Linked DNA regions of Zea mays: region 1 is linked to region 2. The links are chromatin contacts, called in public Hi-C maps. All regions are on one chromosome and are shown on one strand. Each heading gives the region's core, a stretch centred on a gene start, on an enhancer-like site or on the middle of the called end of the contact. The rest is flanking DNA. Distances are from core to core; before and after follow the strand shown.

Region 1 (3,099 bases), core at 598-3,097, 78 kb after region 2:
TGAATTTAATGTATCAGGATGAGCACTAGAAAGAGGGGAAACACCAGAAGTGGGACTAGTGTGGGAGGAGGTGCAACGCTAGGACAAAGGACACCATGAGTGGGACAGTGGGAGGAGGAGCACCACCGGGAGCCGAGTAGACGGATGAGGTTTAGGATGGGGCTTCCAGAGGCTCTACTATGGCATGCTGACGTCGCCCTATGAAGAGCCACATAGTGAATCTGCTTCTCGCGAAAGATTGAGAGGCCGATAGGACATTAATTTGGCCTCTTGGAGATCGTTGAGTCCAATATTTTGACTTGTCTGATATTTTAACATAAAATATGTGTTTGTGTGCAACCTTTTGATTTTTTTTGTGTTATGCAGGCATTGCGAGGACCTTCTTTTACTAACGAGGGACACCATATGCAGGTTAAGCTTGCCTTGGGTGCCCTTTGTCGAGGTGTCCGACGATCCTGGCATGGATGAGGTCCTCGTCGGTAATTGGGATGAATATAGGTTGAAGGCCAGGGACTGGTTCATCATTTCTTCGGGTAAATATTCTCGTTCTATTTGTTGTTTTTCTAAATGTTCTTATTCTATGACGACTTCTGAGTACATGATATTTATCCTGTAGCTTATATTTTTAGTTGACTGAAGGCATAGATTATATGGGCACACTAAGCGTGTGTTCCAAAGAAATGCATAGAAGCTAGTGTAGTAGCACTGTACTATACAAGGATTCAGGCAACAAACCTTTATTTTCAAGTGCATCTAGACGAAGAAGGTCCCTTGACCAAAAAGCAAGGGTTTTCAAAGATATACCTAACAGAGGAACAATACCTTGAGGTTAGCATTGAATTTGTTTTATTCGCTTTTGTTTAATGTTATGATTGGTATGATATCTAAGCTTATATGTGCAGGTGATGGTTCCATGCATGCATGGCGCGTGTGCCACATGTTAAGCAACCATATACCATGCTCTTTTTATGTATATATCTATGCTGCATTACAATGCTATACACATATCATATTATGCCTTAATTTGTATTATGATGCTCAGTAGATGGACAGGTCCGACGATGCAATGGTAAAAACTGTTTCAGTGCATTCAGTGGCCTCCGCCACTGGATCTACCACTTTTTTATTATAATATAATGCTCCATAGTAGATCCGGACGCTTTTAGGAGATCGAACCATCGTTATTTAATTTGTATAAAAAAATATTTAGCATATAAATCACAACGTTACAGAGTTTTAGTCAAACAGATTTAGGCACTGTTTCAATCTCAAGAAATAAATTTTAGCAGCTTTTTTTAGTTACTTTTAGTCATTTGGTGATCTAAACGAAAGAGCTAATGGTGATATGATAAAATGTAGCACCTATTATTTCATAAGCTGCTCAATAAATGCTAAAAAGAACTAAACGTGGGCCAGGGAACCCCAGACGGGGCCTTAATTCGAGATCGAGTATAATCTGAAATATGGTACAAAAGGCAAGTTACGGAAGAGCGACAAAGCACTGGGAGCAGCAATAAAACCAACATTATGCCCCTATATACTAGTGGTACGCATCATGATGTCTTGTTTGAACGCTTTTTTTCTGTTCTCTGGCACACGCATGGATGGTCCACCACAGCTAGCAGCAAGCAGACGCATGCAGGACCAGCAGCACAAAAATAGCTGCATCGGTCTTCCAGACAGGTTGTCTAGTTCCTCCGTCCCGTCCTCGCTTATTATTAGTAGCTTTTTTTCTCTTCCCCCGCCTGCTGGCATGCCAAAACGCGGTGTGTGTTCTACTGCCACTACTGGCAGTGGCTCCTCCCTCTGCTCGTGCAGAGACACGGTAGGACCCGCATGCATGCATGCATGCATATGCTAGCGACCAAAGGAATTGAAGAAGGCGCGGGAACATGCATGATTATTCTCGTTACAGGGATCAAGGAACAAAATGCACCTTTCCCCCTGGCCCGGCCCAAACTAACATGCATGCATCCAGGGACCAGCATGCACACGTACGTACGTGTATCCATGCTCTTCGTACAGTAAAAAAAACACAGCAGCGTTGCATTGCATGTTGTGTGTAGTAGTATGCATTGCTTGATTGACTGCTGCGTGGACAAATAGATGAGACAACGATGTATTTATTGGTCCCAATAAGCTCCAATGCGTTCGTATCTGTTGCAGGCCTGCTAGTTGATTGACTATATATGCATATATGCACATCATCATAATATCCTCCGTGCATGCACATGTCTAGTATAAAAAAATGTTATTTTTAGAGAAAGTTAAATGTCCGAGCGACGTCTACATTATTGGTCCCAGTAGGTCTATAAACTTCGTAGATGTGTTTTTTGGTCCCCAAATTTGTTTTATGTTGCACTACACATTCCTGTACTTGTAAAACAGTGCATCACATGCACGGTTATTTCTAGGCCGAACCGATCAATGTGGTGCGTAGCCTAACAAGTTTAAGAGCCTAGAAATGTGTTTTCAAAGTTCACGAGTGAAATCGACACATTTTAACAGCTTTAGAAGTTGCTCATGTATTTAACTCCTTTTTAAGATTTCTTATGCCAAGAGTAGTATAGTGTCACATATATACGTGTGTGCATCTTACGCACACCATACCAATAGATTATTAAATTGTCATATATAACCTTAGTTAGAGTCAGAGAAGTTTGACTCTGAGTAAATGCAAAACCGTGAACTTATATATAATTTAGAACGGGAGGATTTTTTTCACTGACGTTTGATAACCGAAACCGCCAGTGAAAATTTGAACGTACCGTCAGCTTTGAGGATTTTTCTACTAGTGGGAAGAGCCTCAAGTCCACTATGATGCACTCCATCGCGCTCTACCCGATGGTCAATATATGTCGTGCGTCGCCCGTGCCACCTCCAACCCGTACGACGTTGCCAACTGCGAGCTCGGCACCCTCGATCGTATGAGTGGATTGTGGCTGAAAGCATGATTGATGAGGGGTTGATCCAATTATATAAGCTAGACCGTTGAATTTGAGTAAGAGAAAGAAGAGATTTAGACTGATTTCGTCCCTTGGTTTCAAAAGTGAGATTGTTTTGGGTGCATTTGTTTAGGTGGCTGTTGCAAAGTTTAAA
Region 2 (2,910 bases), core at 185-2,684:
TATCAACTCAGGAAAAGAAATGTTTTACCTGCAGCACATGATCTGTCTGCCGTCGTTCCCTTCACTGTTCGATACATCTGCATCAACAAGTAAAGCAAATAAGAAAAGGACGCCATGCAAAAGATTAGACTGATCCTTGTGTGCTGCCATTTAATTAATTGGTTTACTCTTGCAACGCGCTAAGGAAAGGAAACATTAGTTCGTTGTGGTTGATATATATATATATATATATAGTACTGGTTAAATGATGATTCGGATGGAAGAGACAAGTATTTGGCGACAACTACAAGCAATGCCAAGAAGGGAAAGGTGAATGGGGGCTGCTCAAGAGATCGTCAAACTGTGATATCTTTTTGTTTGGTTCTTGAGTCTCGCGACATGGGAAATACTATTGAGTACCAAAATCTACTGGAGATCGAGAAAGAGAGAGAGAGAAGAGAGAGAGAGAGAGAGAGAGAGAGAGAGAGAGAGAGAGAGAGAGAGATTGTATATTGAGGTTCTTGTAACTTGCCTGCAAGTGGCTCTTAACATGAGCCAATGTGAGATCCTTAACGTTCATCAGCTCCAGCACTGACTTTGGCGTTGCTCCTAGAAAGAAAGGTACAATAATTCTGAATTTGTAACAAAAATGAAACTGAAACCTCGAGACTGGCAGTTCAGTGAAGTGTGTGCAAACGCTACAATTTAATTAAGTGGAAAGCAAGAAAAACAAACAAAAGCAATGCAAGGTAACAATATTTCCCCACTATGAGCTATGCACAAGAGAGACCGGATCATCATGTCGTTATATATATTAACGGCAAAAGCGTAGGACCAACGAACTGAAGCACACAATTAATCGATTGACTAACAATTGAACAGAACATTGGTGAGAATGTATATATGGAAGGCAAGCAACAAGCAAGGACGTCGCGTCGACGAGCGTACTCTCATGGCCGCCAAGGAGCTCTACGGCATGGACGAAGTGTGCATGAAGAGCCGTGGTCCACCTCATCCTCGGCGCTCTGGAGCTCCTCTTCCCGCCCCCGCTGTTGCCGTTCCCAGATCTCGTCGTGCCTCCTCCGGCAGATAACAACGCCGCCGACGATGACGAGGTTTTCTTGAACCTCTGGATCTGGCTAGGCTGCTGGTGCAGTCGCTGCCGCTGCTGCTGCTGGACGTCGTCGCATTGGCCATCCTGATCATGCGCCGCCGCCGTCGTCGTCTGAACGAGTCCGAGGCACAACGTCTGCTTGGAGAAGAGCACGTCACTGCTCCTAGCATCATCGGGCGGCGAGGGAGGGCTGATATGCAGCGAGAGGTCGGGGGCTGCGGCAGTAGTAGTAGCCATTGCAACAACAAGCTTCTGCTGCTGGCCTGCTGCACTTGTGAATTGGCAGCAGATGGAGCCCTTGCCGCCTGTTCTTGCTCGAGGGGGAGGGAATGGATCTTGGTGATTAGGTCATGAGTGGCGTATGGCATATGGTTCTTATTGTATATAGGGCGGGGTGTTGCGGCGTCTGTTGTGCGTGTGGGTGATGAGGAGCAAAGTTTAATTTGGTAATACTATACTTGCTGGTACAATTATGGAGGGGGATAGCCGGCCCCCATCAGCTAGGTGTGGAGAGTATTATGCTAACGAGAGAGAGGGAGAGAGAGATGAAATGCGTGGAGAGCTAGGTGAGGTGGAGCAGGCACCAATATAATATATGTTTATTTATTTTATTCTTCTTCTTGTGTACGTACGTGCCGTTTTGAGGGTACAGCGTAAATAGCACAGAGACATGGTCCAAACCGATGGATGGGATGCATGGACTGAGAAACTGATTTGACATGGTATGTGCACCTCTCTCTCTCTCTCTCTCTCTCTCTCTCTCTCTCTCTCTCTCTGAGCTAGTGAATGTGTCGTTTATATTGTATGTACTACTGGCTCCAGCATATTCTTTCCTCACTATGCATTTAGTCAAGTGGCAGGAGGACACGTACGGTATTTCTTTGGACATGCGTATCGATCGTGTTACAAAAGGTAAAACTGTACTAGGAATATATCAAAAGTGAGAACTGAATGTGCTCTGTATTATAACTAGGAGAGCAAGCTAGCTAGGAGTGTAATGTGCCAGCTGTGTGGGCGCACGCACTGGTTTACCCAAAATATTCATATTAATTGCATATATAAAACCACAGGAAGAGAGAGAAGTTTGGGTATGGAAATAATTATAGCATGTTTGGTTTTAGAAATGAGTTAGTCCGTTATTTTCTCACGCCCTTCACTTTCTTGTTTGGTTTGTACAATAGAATGAGTTGATCCATGGTCATTTCATTTCTCACATGCCAATAATTAGCAATAATATGAGCAATAAGTTTAATTCCACCAAAATTTTGAAATAGACTTATGATGCATCACCTCATCTAAAATTGATTGTTTCTTTAAACTAAATACTCGTTGAAGAGATGCTCGGTTTGATATGGATTGAGAAGTATTGAGGGGATTAAATGTCCTCTTATTCAAATTTTAATAGGAGGAGATTTAGTCCCATCTAATACCCCAAAATCTACTTCTTACCGAATAAACTAAAATCGTAGAAACTTCAGCTAGTCAAGAAAATATTGGTGGGTGTGCTGAACCGATTTAGGTTATGTCTGGTTCTAGCTATCTAGCTATAGCCAAGACAAATTTTGACATGCTACCGTTTAATTAATTAGTTTCAGACCAAGATTTGGCTACCCTACAGTAAACATGGAAATTGGGTATTCAAGTATTCAACGGGCGGGATAATCGCCAGCACCAATTTGGCCGGCTGCATGGCCATGCACCAAGATGAGGTGTTAAGCTGCTTTGTTGCACGTGCATCGAGATTGTGAATTAGAAAATTTTAACTGAAAATATCTAGTAAACAAATATCAAATCTATAAAAAAATTCGCCACGTTAT

What was found. Hi-C and Micro-C count contacts between places; a contact is called where the count stands out from the background.
Region 1: a Hi-C map of ear shows a contact between it and region 2, with 2.7 times the contacts expected there. The contact joins the enhancer-like site here to the promoter of LOC100216818 in region 2. A contact is called at or near these places in 16 of 25 Hi-C or Micro-C datasets (ear, endosperm, leaf and 4 more).

The regions. Positions count from the first base shown.
Region 1 is chr1:260,781,229-260,784,327 of Zm-B73-REFERENCE-NAM-5.0, forward strand. No RefSeq gene overlaps it. Among protein-coding and RNA genes, the nearest start is that of LOC100276663, 56 kb to the right of the region's middle. Within about 2 kb of position 1,848, at least 13 of the 20 cell types and tissues checked have an H3K27ac peak or open chromatin away from gene starts, as enhancers often do. A contact at or near this core is called in ear, seedling and tassel, where this site is marked.
Region 2 is chr1:260,703,675-260,706,584 of Zm-B73-REFERENCE-NAM-5.0, forward strand. LOC100216818 reads right to left here and starts at 1,435. Exons shown (of 6, transcript NM_001143214.1): 1 at 928-1,435; 2 at 512-588; 3 at 29-77. The coding sequence starts at 1,330.